Linked DNA regions of Mus musculus: regions 2 and 3 are each linked to region 1. The links are chromatin contacts, called in public promoter capture Hi-C maps. All regions are on one chromosome and are shown on one strand. The core of a region is the stretch at or near the end of the contact, and the rest is flanking DNA. Distances in the headings are between cores, read along the strand shown.

Evidence for each region. Promoter capture Hi-C pulls out the DNA fragments that hold promoters and counts their contacts.
Region 2: a promoter capture Hi-C map of pre-B cells shows a contact between it and region 1. The contact joins the promoter of Ado here to the promoter of Cisd1 in region 1. A contact is called at or near these places in 1 of 39 promoter capture datasets (pre-B cells) and 1 of 484 Hi-C or Micro-C datasets (muscle stem cells).
Region 3: a contact with region 1 is called in a promoter capture Hi-C map of pre-B cells. The contact joins the promoter of Arid5b here to the promoter of Cisd1 in region 1. A contact is called at or near these places in 1 of 39 promoter capture datasets (pre-B cells) and 1 of 484 Hi-C or Micro-C datasets (myeloid progenitors).

What each region holds. Positions count from the first base shown.
Region 1 is chr10:71,342,895-71,347,693 of GRCm38.p6, forward strand. It overlaps Cisd1 (CDGSH iron sulfur domain 1), which reads right to left and starts at 1,955. Exons shown (of 3, transcript NM_134007.4): 1 at 1,830-1,955. The coding sequence starts at 1,860.
Region 2 is chr10:67,546,682-67,551,480 of GRCm38.p6, forward strand. Ado (2-aminoethanethiol (cysteamine) dioxygenase) reads right to left here and starts at 2,274. Exons shown (of 1, transcript NM_001005419.2): 1 at 1-2,274. The coding sequence starts at 2,092. The coding sequence ends at 1,322.
Region 3 is chr10:68,276,006-68,280,804 of GRCm38.p6, forward strand. Arid5b (AT rich interactive domain 5B (MRF1-like)) reads right to left here and starts at 2,721. Exons shown (of 10, transcript NM_023598.2): 1 at 2,685-2,721; 2 at 1,925-2,179. The coding sequence starts at 2,705.

The sequences.
Region 1 (4,799 bases), core at 705-3,204:
GAGGCAGAGGCAGGTGGATTTCTGAGTTCGAGGCCAGCCTGGTCTACAGAGTGAGTTCCAGGACAGCCAGGATGGCACAGAGAAACCCTGTCTCGAAAAACCAAAAAAAAAAAAAAAAAAAAAAAAGTTTTCCAGCACAACAAAGGTGAGTACTTCAAGTTGAAGCCAACTGAGGGTCTTCACCAAGAAGTTTCATATTTCTTAGATAATAAAAGACTAATGAAAAGTCACTTTTGAGCTTCCCTGTGCCCACAAATTAAGGCAAATTAAACCCTTACCTTTTGGCTGCAGGAAAGACTAGCCTGCAAAGTGTGACTAGTTCTTGGGGCTCACCTCCTTTGTCTTTAATAGCTCCATTATCTAAATCAGGACCTAGTGTCTGCTTACGAAATATGAGCCCAGATTTCAAACAAAAACACATTTTGCAATCTTTTTGCCCAACCTCACCCACATACAAGTGTTCCTACGAAATTAAAACAACTGCACCACAAATCATGTGAGCATTTTATTTTATGCAACCGTCTTATTACCAAGAACACTGTTTTTCCAGGTGTGATGGCAGGCCTATATAGGTTCAGCACTGCAGAGGTTGATACAAGAGGATTTCAAGGTTAGCTTGGGCTATAGAGATCATGTCTCAAAAAGACAAACAAAACAGATTTTTAAAAACCACGAAGAAAACTTAAGTTCACCAAAGTGGATGCATTTAAAGGAGTCCCCAAATGGCTACCCTTTAAAATAAAGTTTGCAGAGAATCATTTCTTTTTGTCTGTAGTATTTTTAAACTATCTGCATGGGCTTTAGCATGATGGCTCAGTGGGAAAAGGTGCCTGCTGTCAAGATGGATGACCTGGGTTTGATCCCTGGGACTCACAGGGTGGAAGAGAATCCGCTCCTACAAGTTATCTATTCACTTCCACACAAGCCATGGCACTAGGTACAGACACACTCACACAAATAAATGTTAAGAAAATAAAATAAAAAACTTGTTCTCCCTATCTGCCCAGTCAGTTTCGTCGATATTAAGTAGAACTTTCCAGTATATAGAACCAACCTACTACAAAACTAAGGTCCCACTTCCCCAGTCAGTCACCCTGTGGGCAACCAGGCTAGAGAGGCACGGTTCACCCCCCAAAACCCCCGTCCTTCCTGACACCCTGACGTTGGGGACTGGTCACGTTAGGGATAGTTACAGAACCGAGCAGTATAGACGATCCCTATTTGCTGAATGAATCAGTGGGGCTCACTGTAATTTAATTTTTTTACTTTTACTCAACTAAAGGTTAGAAGTAACCAAACCCTGGGGTGTGGCGTTTTTATATCGGGGCAGTCAGTCACGCATATCGCACAGGTTGTAGTAATTTTAACAGTTGATCACCAGGGACTTTACACTAGCCAAGTTTCACAAATTCAATTCTAGTCAGATTTCTACAAACTTCTGTTTTCAACGCTAGGGAAAAAGGCCATTTTCAGTGGTTTCTCAGACCACTGTCACCAGCGGCCGGATGCAAAGTACGAAAGAAACTTGGAAATTGAAGACCTTGGATTGGGTTTCTTTACCTAGAATTACAAAGCCAGCAAAAGCAAAACACCTACGACGTGACCAGTCCCCGGTGTCAGGGTCTCAGGAAGCGCAGGAGCGTTTTGGGGTGGACTGCGCCCCGCTATCTTGGTTGCTCACAGCGTGGCTGGCCCGGGAAGTGGTCCAGGGCCGGGATGCCGGCCCGCACCAGCATCCCCCGAGCGCTCCGCAGGCCTGCGCCTGCCCTTGTGCTGGTCAAGGTGACAGTCCGGATAAGGGTGGCGGGGACCGGCCGCGGGCGGCTCACCTCGCACAGCGGAGTTGGAGCTGAGGCCCATGGCGCGGGCAGCAGGAAGGCCGTGGCAGGACCGCGCGAGCGAGCGCTGGGGACCGCGGAGACTTGGGCAAGACGCGACCTCGGGGCCCACTCACTGCCACTGCGCAGGCGCCGCGGCAAGCTGGGAGCGCGTGTGCCGGCGCGCCGGTAGAGTCGCGCATGCGCAGCTGGTCCAACCCGGCAGACGGGTGAGGATTTGACAACCGCGGGATAGCCTTAGGCGCCAAGGCGGTGACTGCGTCTGCGCCGCCCGGGCGAGCCTATCCAGGCCGGGTTTTACCGTCGGTCCAGTTGAGAGCGTTTCAGGTGACTCAGGACAAGTACCTGCAGGACTGTCGGCCGATGGCCTGCCGATCCTTTGACTTTTGGTAATAAGTTACACAAGGTGTGGCCAGCTCAGCTGTGGGTCCTGCAAATCTGACCAGCTCCACTGTGGGTCCCGCAAAGACAGATTTTGCCTTAGGATGCCAGTGCAGGCACACGGGCATCGATGGAGCTGTGTCTAGAGCTTCCTCTAGCCACATTGGGCCTCCATCCCTTCAGCCTCTGACCCTGCCACTCATGCATCCAGAAAGTCCCAGAAAGACAAAAACAAAAACAACTTGCTTCGGCTGGTGAAGCAGCTCAGCGGCTCTCTGCTTTCACAACGGTATGGTGTTTGCCCAACATGCACAACACTCTGCCTTCAATTCCCAGCATTGCCATGAATAAATAAACATAAGTAGACTGTCCACTTAGAAAAACGATTTAGAAGGCTGCAGTGGCTTAGATGCCTAGGACCAGCTTCTGCATGGAGAGGGGTTCTGAGAGAAGGGGTGCCTGGGAGCGGCGAAAACAAACGACTTGGGTCCAAGCTGGCGGCCTTGGTTCTGCTAAGATGGCTTTCCAAATTGCCCGCCCTCTTTCCCTCCTTCAGTCTGTCTCTCTCTCTTTTTCTCTCTGTGTTCTGCTCTGATGTAGACAGATTTTCTTGCTATTTTACAAATTCTGATTGAGATAGCTTTCTCTGCTAGTAAAACTAGAAGCTATCAGGAAAAACTGCTACAAAAAATTATTGGATCTTCAAACCAAGTCGGAAATTCTCTCAAGAAAATATTCTTGAAGAGCTGTTTTCGATCTCCAGAGATCTCCATACAGCTCTGCTCTCCTTAGAGGAAATTCTATTTTTTTTTTTTCTTTTGGTTTTTTGAGACAGGGTTTCTCTGTATAGCCCTGGCTGTCCTGGCACTCACTTTGTAGACCAGGCTGGCCTCGAACTCAGAAATCCGCCTGCCTCTGCCTCCCAAGTGCTGGGATTAAAGGCGTGCGCCACCACGCCCCGCTTAGAGGAAATTCTAAAGAACTGTTATTGCTGTCTGCTAGCTCAAAAGTCCTGGTTTGTTTTTTTTTTTTTTTTCATTTTTCTTTTTAAATTTACACCTCAATTCAATTATTTATTCCAGGTTCTCTTTTGATTATCCTATGAATCAGCATCCCCTGACCCCACCCCTTTGATTCTTAGGAAAACAGCAAGCACATGTTTTCTTTTAACATTGCAAAAGAATTCCGAGATCTGCCTGCTGTGTTACACACGGTTGCTAAGCTAGCTGGGTGGGATCAGCTAGCTGGGTGGATCTCCTGAAAAGACCATTTCTACCTGAGCTTGGATTTGCTGTGCCCCAGGCTGAACTTGAACTCAGGAATCTGCCTGTCTTTGTATCTTTCTGACAAGCTGGCTCATTAGTGCAGTTGTCTTTGCTCCTTTAGAGTCCTGAAGCCCCTCATAATTCATATTGCATCCTGAAGGTCCTGGGTTTACCATTTTGCTGAAACATTAGCCACACCTTTGCCTCCTGTAATACTCATGCTGTCTTAGATTATCATGGAGTCATTATCCTTAAGAGAGAGGACATTCCCTGAAGGGATGTGAAAACATGTACATTATTTATTACACAAACAAGCCTTATGCCCACAGAAGACACTGGACACTTTCCACGAAGGGCTCAGCAACATCTGGAGGCTCACACCAGGGCCCTGTACCAGCAGCAGGAACTGTGTTACTCTGTTTCCACCAGAGTTTGGCACTTAAGAGATTCAGCCTTGGGGCTGAAGAGATGGCTCAGCAGTTAGGAGCACACTGCCTGCTCTTCCGGAGGTCATGAGTTTAATTCCCAGCAACCACATAATGCTCACAGCTATCTGTAAAGGGATCCGATGCCCTCTTCTGGTGTCTGAAGACAGTGGCAGTGTACTGAGTACTCACAGACAATAAATAAATAAATAAATCTTTAAAAAAAGCATTATTAAAAAATTTTTTTAAAGGAGATTAAAAGCAATATATCTTTTGCATAGGACCTAAGTTTGATTCCCTGCGTCCTCATCGGTGTGCCCATAATGCCCGTTACTCCAGTTCCAAGAAACCCCACTCGTTTGGCTTCCCTGAGCACAATTAACAAGCTTAAGAAAAAAAAAAATGAATTAAGATGACTGTCAATGTCTAACACATAAACTTGTCATGAGTACTCTGAGGTAGTGGTCGGGCAGGGTGCCAACTGGAAGGTGTGAGAAGAGACATCTTCAGTCAGGATGCTTCTGTCTCTTTGATCTGAAAGGGCAGGGCGTTGTGGGAGGTCTGCCCCTAACCAGTCACCTCTCTGGGTTGCTCTGCTGCGGGTCTCCTAGGTCTAATGAGTTTTTCACATAGGGACTCCGGACGCCAGTTCGCTCCCTGAAGTGCTTGCTGGTAATGATGCAAGCAGGGGCATTTGAGACAAGTCCCATCCTGCGGCCTCTGAGCATGCTCAGTGCAGGTCGGCAGCGGGCTGGGACTCTAGACCCGCTCAGTTTGGCGCTGGTCTACCTTCTGGACGTGTTCCGTGGAAGGGGTGAGCAGGTCTGGTCCGGTAGCTTCTGCGCATGATCAGTGTGGAGCTGGCCCCGATCCAGTAGGGTAGCCTCTGG
Region 2 (4,799 bases), core at 1,024-3,523, 3.8 Mb before region 1:
AATGCTGTGTGCTACACTTGGTTTATGTGGTACTGAGGATTGAGCCCAGGGCTTCTTGCCTGCTTAGCCAGCAGCCTACTTCCAGAGCCCCTCCCAGGGTACTACATGCTCTCTACCTCTTCCTGCAAGAGAAGGCAGTAGTAGGCAGCACTGGCTCTTGTTTAAGGGAGTGCTGGGAGGCTATCTCCCGGCAGCACAGCTGGAACCACACAGCTCCTCTGCAGGCTCCCTCCACAGAGAACGCAAAAAAACAAAAACAAAAAACCAAAACAGAACAAAACCAACAACAACAACAACAACAACAACAACAAACAGTCAAGAGTATCTTTCTCTTCTTTCCTAGGAAGAAGCTGGAAGTAAATACGAGTATGGAATTCAACAGGTGGCCAGGGCCTTTACATTCAGTTATTTGGAAGCATAGCAGATTCCGCTCCTCGGAATCGTCTGGTTAGAAAACACATAATTATTGTATCATCTTTGAAGCACGTCAAGGAAAAAGTCAGCTGAGGATAATAATCGTCTTTGCTTTAAAGGCAAATCCCCAATAGCAACAAAAAAATTTGTTTAAACGACAGATCTTGAGACCCAAGGGAAAGACGAGCTTTAAGGGCCTGACAAGAGAATTCGCGTATGTGACCTTCTTACTAAAGGTTACCTGAGTACACCAGAAGTGGCTACCAAGCCAGGGGAGGAAAGACATCGTCCTCAACACGCACAGTTATGAGGGTGAACCCCAGTGCTAGAAAGATGTCTTTTCAGAACTCCTCACTTTAGATGCTGAGTAGTTTGTGTGTGTGTTTTAACCAAACGAATAACTAAAAAAAAAAAAAAAAAAAAAAAAAAGAAAACAAGAACAATTCAAGGTCATGCACAATCAGTAATAAATTAAACTATTAAGGAGCAATCGTGGGCAGGAGAGAAAACAAATCTGAGTCACCGAAGGGAAGAGGGATTCAAAACTACTTAGTGTATTTTGTAGAGAATGAGAAACAAAAATGGTTTCATTATGGCTTTAGGATGGAAGCGCTTTAGGGTCCCTGCCCGGTTCCCTTAAATCAAAGCCTTGGTGGCACTGAGGATACCAGGAATCAACCTAGCCTTCCGCCCACCCGCCCCCATAACCGTGCCCGGTGGTGGCTGTACTCCAGTGGGCCGTGTTCCCCAAGGTTCCTCAAGATGTGGCGCTGGTCACTCCAGTAAATCCATCGTCCAGGCGAGGGGGCGGAGAGAAGAGCCCTTATGGAAGATAGAGGGCAGCCAGGCCTTTCTTGAGCAGGGCAGGGTACATCTTTGGCCCACAGTTCCCCGGGCGGCAGGAGCTTCAAGGTAGGACCTTGGGGCCTGGATAGGGCTCTCCCTCGCACCAGAAGTCGTCGGCCTGTGGTGTCTCCAGGAGCCACACTTCTCGGGGAAGGTCGCAGGCAGAGCCGGAAGCCTCCTTGGGTCTGATGGGCTCCACTACACGGTAATAGTGGCAGTCCCGGCCGTCCTCCGGGTCGTAGGGTGGGGCCAGGATGTCCAGGAAGGCAGCTGGCCCGTCCACGGCATCAATCTGGTGCAGGTTGTCCCGGTGTGGAGTGAGCACGCAGGGCCCACTGGCCTCGGTGTACTCGGCCCGGGAACGCAGCACGCCCGGTCGCACGGCCTCCCGCTCCAAGGGCTGCAGCGGGGGCTCGAACTGCTGCTCTGGCGGCGGCCGCCGATGCCCGGCCCCCGTGTCCAGCTTGTCCATGCAGCTGATGCGGACCGTGCCGTACAGCACCTTGAGCATACCGTGCATGCCCGGGTGGTCGTGCAGCGGGATGCACGTGCCGCTCTTGAGCAGGAACACGCCCAGGCTGAAGCCCTCCGTCTCGTAGATGTGCATGTAGGTGACCGGCGGGAGGTTGCGGGGCAGCGGCTGCGGCAGCGCCTTGCGCGGCGCGATGTTGAGGTCCTCGGCGCGCACCTGGGTCAGCAGGCTCTTGAGCAGGCTCAGGTTCTCCGGGAAGCCCGGCGCCGGCCCTTCGGAGCCCGTCGAGCTGCCGCGGAAGGTGAGACACGCCTGGCGAGCGATGCGCTGGATCAGGGAGGCCATGTTGTCGCGGGGCATGCTTGGCGCTTCCTGCGCGGCTCGCGGCCGGCCCGTTCCGCCTCTGCGCCGCCCCTTGCGGTCTCCGGCGGCCGCCACGGCTACCCGCGCGGACCCCCGCGCCAGGCGGGAGACCTCCCCGCAACAACCGGCCAGCGGGGCGCGCGGGGCCGCCTTGCACGGTCGCCCGCTTAGCGCGCCAATGGTCGGGCGCTTGCCCGCGCGCGAAGGCGAGTGCGCACGCGCACGGCCGCTACCCGCACTCACGCTCCGGGGCCCAGACAGGCGCTGGCGCGGGCCGTGCCAGGCGCTGCCTCACGCGCGGAGCTCCATTCACGCGGCCCACACCAACGACTACAGCCGGGCGCGGCGGGAGCGCCGCAAGGCACGCTGGGATGTGTAGTCCGAGCCTGCGCTTGCGCGGGGCACGAACGCGTCCTGCGGAGCAGGGGAAACCAGGATTTTTTTAAGAACTTGGCAGAAAGCGAGCAGCGCGTTCGTTTTGCAGAGCCTCAGGGTGTTTACTTGTTTGATAAAACTGAACTATTATTGCAAGAGATATAGCCAGTTAACTACAACTCCCGCCATCCCCGCAGTCGGGGTGACATACTTCCGGCAGCTGGTGGAGGCTTCTCGCCGCTGGGAAAAAAACGGCACAAGAGGGTCGTTAACCTTCTTGTGCCGCTAGGGCCTGCTGGGTCACTCGGGGTCACCTTTGACCCTTGCTCCCTAGGAATGAGGTTTCGGGGTCAACCTTAGCTGCTCGTAGGCCACACTGTGTGCGCCGTGGAGATCTGTGGATGGCGCTTGTCTATTTTTCTGTTTCTTAGGAGGTGAATGGGGTCGGGCGGGTAACCAAAGCGGTCACCCAGCACAGCTGTGCGCAGCTGTTGTTTGCCTCTGGGCCTGATGACGCTGCTCCTTGACTCACTGATAGCGGGAAGCTTTGAGAGGCCATTTGCTACAGCCAAGGGTTCTGTATACTAGTGGTTATCCATCCGTAGGGCGCCCGAGAAACACCAGTTGAGGGGCAAGGGGCGTTTTGTCAGAATAGATTATCGCTGTCATGAGTCTCTAGAGCAATGCAACTATCGGGCTGGTTTATGAAGTTAGGTCACCGCAGAGTGATTATTCTCTGGACTTTTTGCAGACGTAGGTGGTGGCTGGCAAAGGAAGATAGTAGATATTATGAATTTAAATCTTACCCTTGAATTTAAGGTCTTCTTGGACTTTCAGAATTAAACATGGGTTTATAACTGCAGTGGCCCAGGAAATCCTTTTCAGTTAAGAAGGCAGGCTTTTAGTGTGTATGTGTGTGTGGGTTTTGCATCCTAGCCAGTAAGTGTGGTATTCCAGGTACCTTGTTAAATACATTAAATAATGAGTTTTATCTTAGTAATACCCTCACAGAAACTTTTAAGACGTAGGCACTGACTGTATTATTCCCCGCCTGTACACGAGAGATTAATTTGCAGGTGCGCATTTGGAAAAGACGTAAGTGCAACTTAACGAAACACAGTTTGAATTGGTGTAAAAGGAACCAAGGGACACAAGGACGTAGCTTCTGCAGCTTATTGTGGTGCTCACAAGCTGTGGCTTTCTGCACAGCGTACCTTTCCAAGTCCTCAGTTCATTCCTCCAAAGAATGCTGGGTTTGATGCATCCAGACTTCTGAGTCATTGTTTCTCACCCAAAGTCCCTCGGTAGCTTAAAGGGCGATTCTAGACGTTATACCCCAGGGCTTCTGATTCAGTATTGGGGTGAAGGATAGAATTCTGGTTGAGAGGTGCCCACTGAAGTGGTTCGAGGTTCAGCACCCATGTTGGGGGGGGTGTCACTGTGAGATCTGTAAATGGTGAGCCAACCCCATTTACATTCCACAGTAAGAGCAACTATTTGGCTACGTAAATGGATCCTTAAGATTACTTGTGTTTGAGCCGGGCAGTGGTGGCGCACGTCTTTAATCCCAGCACTCGGGAGGCAGAGGCGGGCGGATTTCTGAGTTCGAGGCTTACAGAGTGAGTTCCAGGGATAGCTAGGGCTACACAGAGAAACCCTGTCTCAAACAAACAAACAAACAAAAAGATTACTTGTGTTTTAGAAGCTGGTGGTGTGCCATCCTTAAATGCACTATGGAAGTTCATCATGTAAGGAAATCCCATGCAGTTTATTTGTAAAGTAAGGAATATTTAAGAGAAAGTTCTTTTGTTTTCACATACAGATTTTTTTGCTTACTGGCTTTACTTGTATAAAGAGTAGTTAGCAGGAGAAACAGACACCAAAGAGCACAGACCTAAGCAGCATACAGCCTGCTTGATTTCCACGCCCCCCACCCCCTCTTTAATAGTTGTCTGCAGTTACATGAAGGAAGCTGTATTTCATCTGTCAACTGGAAGGTTAGATACTTATGCAAATGCCCAATGATGCCTTTGGGAACAGAGTAACTACCACAGGACAATAGGTATTATTAAGATTTTTCAGTGGCTACAAGTTACCCTTTAGAGACCAATAGGTTTAGGCACTCAGTGAGTGCTAAAGCAGGAATGTGGACTTTACCGGTTTCAGAGCAGAGCTTTTCAAGGTTATTTTATTTGCTTTGACCTAGTAATGGCTCCTCTCAGGCCCTCATTTTTCATCTGCTAGCTGATAAAAGTTTCCAGACAACCTGCATAGGAAACACTGGGGGTGCTTGTCCAAAGGGCTCGTCCCAAATTACATTAAAATCTGC
Region 3 (4,799 bases), core at 1,471-3,970, 3.1 Mb before region 1:
CTGTGGATTTTATTCTTAAATCAGAATTTGCCGTTTAGTTACATCAACAGAAATTAAAGAGGACCTAGTGGGGTCAACTCGGGGTCTTTTAAACAAATATTCCAATTTCAATTAAAAAAAAAAAGAGTGACCACAAATATCCCATAAAACACTGAATGATTTCCTCCTGGGTTTAGTCCGAAGTCTGTTAGGCACCAGCTCTTTTCTGGATATTTAATCCTTCCCTTCTCCAGATCACAGGCCATGTTGAAGTAATAAATTTGAAAAGCAAATAATAAGAAATCAGGAAGGGGGAGGGAGAGAAGGAAGACAGCTGCGCAGCAAAGTTGGGTCGGGGGAGGGGCTTGAGCCCAGGGGGGTGGGGAGGAAGGCGCTCAACCTGTTGGTGGGCTGCAGGGGTCCCACTCTGCATCCACACACCACCTTAGTCAGGCTGCAGGCGGAGCCCGGAAAGCCGAATGCTTACACCCTAGGCTTTTCGGGGAGGGCGGGGGAGGGGTGTGTGCCGGGAGGAGGGCGGAGCTTATTTCCGAAAAGGCAGATTCCTGGGCCGAGGTTCTGACGAACTCCCTTAATTAACCAGCCGCGGACCACTGAGGGGTAATTCGATCCGGGGGAGAGGGAGTGAGCTAGCAAGGCCAAAAGTGCAATCAACTCCATCAGCTCCAGGAATTTCTGCCTGGGCTGGCAGCTCCAGGGCCCCGGAGGAGTTCAGCACCGAACCATTCATTTAACAACAGACCTACCTCGAAAGCTCGCGAGCCTGGCGCCGAGCTAGCTGCCCTCAAAAGTCTCAGTCTGATCACCCTGCTCTGTCTCGGGAGACACAAAGCCTGGCCAGGGGGCCGTGCGCCCTCCCTCCCACCGCGCCCTGGGCGCAGACTCCCCAAAATAGTTCCCGTGTGTGTGTGTGTGTGTGTGTGTGTGTGTGTGTGTGTGTGTGTGTGTGTGTGAGTGTGTGTGTGTAGGGGGGTAACGATCACTCCACCAAGCTCGGCCCTCGGACCCGGGGAGCCCATAGAGGTGCGGTCACACCCGCAGTGACAGAGCCCGAGGGAGGTGGCCTGGTGGCGGCGCCGCAGGGTCCTCCCCGCGTCCATCCCGCGCACAGACTCGCACCTCACCGCAGAGGCCCCTGCACCCAGCCCCACACCCTACTGGAAGACGTCCACTTCGCGTGGAGTCACTGGAAACCAGAACATCAAATGGCTCCGGGAGGAGGGGGAGTGGGCGCGAGATAGTTCTTAATGCCGAACGTGTTTGTGCCGGTTACACGACCGCTTTGAAATCCGCCCGGGCAGATGCGCAAGTTATTTGAATGTATTATCCCAGTACCTGTCATTTATCACTTCAGTCAACACGCCTTTGCCAACTCAATTGCTTTTGATCTCATTCTGCCTCCGTTTCGTAATTTCCGCCCTCTTAAACATATCAAATACTTAAAAGAAAAAAAAAAAACGTGAACAATATCAAAACCCACTAAAAGAAAGCTACCCAGCCCAGGAGCCAGGCATGAAGTAAAAAAATTAAAAAAATTAAAAAGCAAAAAATATGTACATTAAAATATGTATATTAAAGCATGAGATATTAATCTTCAAGAAGAGGTAGCTAAACGAACACACACACACACACACACACACACACACACACACACACACACACCCTGGAACAAAACCCTTCTTGACAAGTTATTTGATCTTGACTAAAATCAGCAGTTGGACGGTCTTTGTAAAGCTGACAGCCAAACTCTGACAATGGTAAAATACTCCAGCCCCAGTTAGTGGCGCTACCCCTTTAAAAAACGAGCGGATCCTGCTCACCGCAGAACTGAATACAGTATTTTCAAGCTTGCCTTATAATACGCATTACTGGAGGGGGGGGGTAGATAATAAAGAAGGAAGAGAGGGAGAGATAGGTTTACCACCTCGCCATGGTCGCTATTTCTGCCCTGGGGAGTGTCTTCGGGGAGGAAATAAAGTTTCGAGCTGGATAAAAGTTGCCGGCTGGTCCTTTCTTCCCACAACAGCTGGAGCTCCGCTATGCAAATCGGATCCTTTGGCGTACATCTTACAAAGAAAAAGTCGCCAAGGGACAAGATTCTTGGTTTGCCTTCAAGGTGGAATTGAAAAGCCTTATAAAAAATATAAGGTCCGTGCAAGCCACACGGTGAGCCGACCCACTGCAGGAGGGGGAGAGAGAGGGAGAGAGAGAGAGAGAAAAAAAAAAGCACCACGTAAATAATGTAGCCATCAAGCACAAATATCTATTCCCAGGCACATTAACACACAAGACTCTCAATACAGACCGGCCCACAGATAGAACGCTGGGTGAAAAAATATTACAAAACCCACTAATTTTCTGCCTCCCTTAAAAAAAAAAAAAGAAAGAAAGAAAAAGAAAAGAAAAGAAAGAAAGAAAGAAAAGAAAAGAAAAAAAAAGCCCTCCGGGTCCCCACCACCCCTCCCCAGTTCCCCATATGAGGCGATAAAATTACATTATGTAGGTATGATCAGCGCAGGGATTTTTAAAAAAAACAATAAAAATGATTTTGGGGGGATGCAGAGGGTAAAAGTTTGGTAAAAAGTTTGTGGGGGGTGTGAGGGGGTGTGAGGGGGTGGGTGAGCTGGGGGGCTGGGGGGTGCCGGGGGGCGCCGGGACCGCAGGAGCGGAGGAGAGCGAAATACCTGGAGTGAGTTGGGCTCCATCTCGACGTTCTGAATTGATTGAACTCAACATTCTCTCCAAACTTGTTGGCTTGAATGGATTGCATCAGGTCCTGGCAGGGGAAAGCATTCTCTGCTTGCAGCCGGCGTGATGTCTCAATATAAAACTAAGCTCTAGCCTCCCCCTCAGCACCAAAATGATTGAAAATATATCCTAATATTTCCTCGAAGACTCAATTTTCATCTCCTGTAAAAAAGATGTGGGTTTGCTGCCAAAGATGGGTTGATCAAATTCGAAATAGGGAGAAGGGCTAAGTCCGACCTCGGCGGGAAGAGAATGGATCAAGGCAAAAAGCAGACAGGAAGATGTAAAAAAAAATTGAAACCCATCCTAAAACCAAGTAATGAGGGTATCTTTCTCTTCTCAGTTCCTCGTGTCTGTGGGTAACGTCGGTTGAGATTTTTGGAGCAGACCAAGTCTCTCGAGCTGCGTTGTGCATCTGACAGGACCTGCTTGTATATGTCTAATATAAAGAACATTTCCTGCAGAGATTCCGGGGCGCCGCTCCTCTTTCTAATGCTCCTTAGCAGATTTGCTGTTATTAGACATGTAGATTTGTTTGATAGTTAAATTACGTTTCCTCACTGCCATGTTTGAGAGAACTAATCTGTTAAATTATCTTCTGATGCCTATTTACACGGAAGGGAAAAGTGGGTTATCGATTATATAAACATATAAATATTAATGCATTTGTTCGCTTCGCAAAAAAAAAATACTCAGCAGGGGGGAAAAAAAGGAAGAAGAAGAGCAGAAAGACAAGTGAGCAGTACACACACGTCTCGTGATTTTGCAACAATATTGAACGGACAGCAACTACATTTAGGGAGAGGAACAATAAACCATGCATGATAAATCAATACATGCGAGCCGCGAGTCTGCTCGGAATATGAATTCGGGCTCTGGGTTCTGCGTGTGCATTCTTTAATTTTGAAGTATATACACTCGTACGTGTTTACAATGCTGATGGACGCCAAGGGCTCTCTCAAATGATAATGTGTTTATATAACCCGGCGCTACAGGAATAATATACCGACTTCTACCCCACCCCCAATCCTTCCCGTGCCCCCCTCCTCCCAAAAGGGAGGGGGAGCTTTCTCGGTAATAGTTTGAAACTGAAAAAAATAATCCATTTGCAAACTAGTTAAATACCATCAGAAATTAAGCTGTTGGAAACGGAGGTGGGGGGTGGTTAACACAACGTAAGACAATAAAGGTTTTAAATGTGTATATTTATTGTTCTGGAGCCCTGGAGCATTGCGCGGTTTGCATGCACGGCTATTATGCAAACAGAGAAACTTAAGAGCCACAGAACAAGGAACAGGCAGGGACTGCAAAACCCTCGCTCGCTGCGACCCAGCTGCCGGTCCTCCGCCTGGCTCGCTTGCATTTTCGCAGCATTGATGTAAAATGGTGTACTCGCTTCCTCCACCCCTTCCCGGCTCTCCTCCCACTCTTTCCAGCACCCCTCCCCAACCCCCCAGCGATTTTATTATATTGGCACCAATCTTTCCAGAGTGGGTCTGGCAGGCTAAAAAAGTAAACATGTACTATATGGGGGATAAGGTTTGTATAGTACGACAGTTGAAACTCGATCCGCGATAAAATTACAGGATGTTGAAATTACTAGCAAGCTATTTTTAACGCTTTCGCAACGTTTCACCTCTACCCGCAGCATCGAGTTGAGACAGGATTACTTTAATGAAAATTATATTCACATGGCTGAAGTTAATACACCCAGCAGAGCACAAACGCCTCATCTTCGGTGATCTGGCGGTGGAAGGACCCTCTGTGTGTGTTTTGACGCTTTTTTTCCATAACGTCTGCCTCCGCTGCAGTAAGAATTAGGGCGCTTAACATTATCTAAAACACATTTTTTTGATTCAGAACATGGAGAAGTCATAAAAAAGGCAAGATGTATCTTGTTTCTATATACACAGAGATAAACGAAAGAAAATGGCAGATCCTCCAATTACAATAAGTAATAAAAGCCCATGCCAAAAAGCCCGTATTCTGGAAGCTGTCGAAAAGCTATTTTAATAATTTAAAGTAATATTCCAACTCTGCACCGTGGGGGA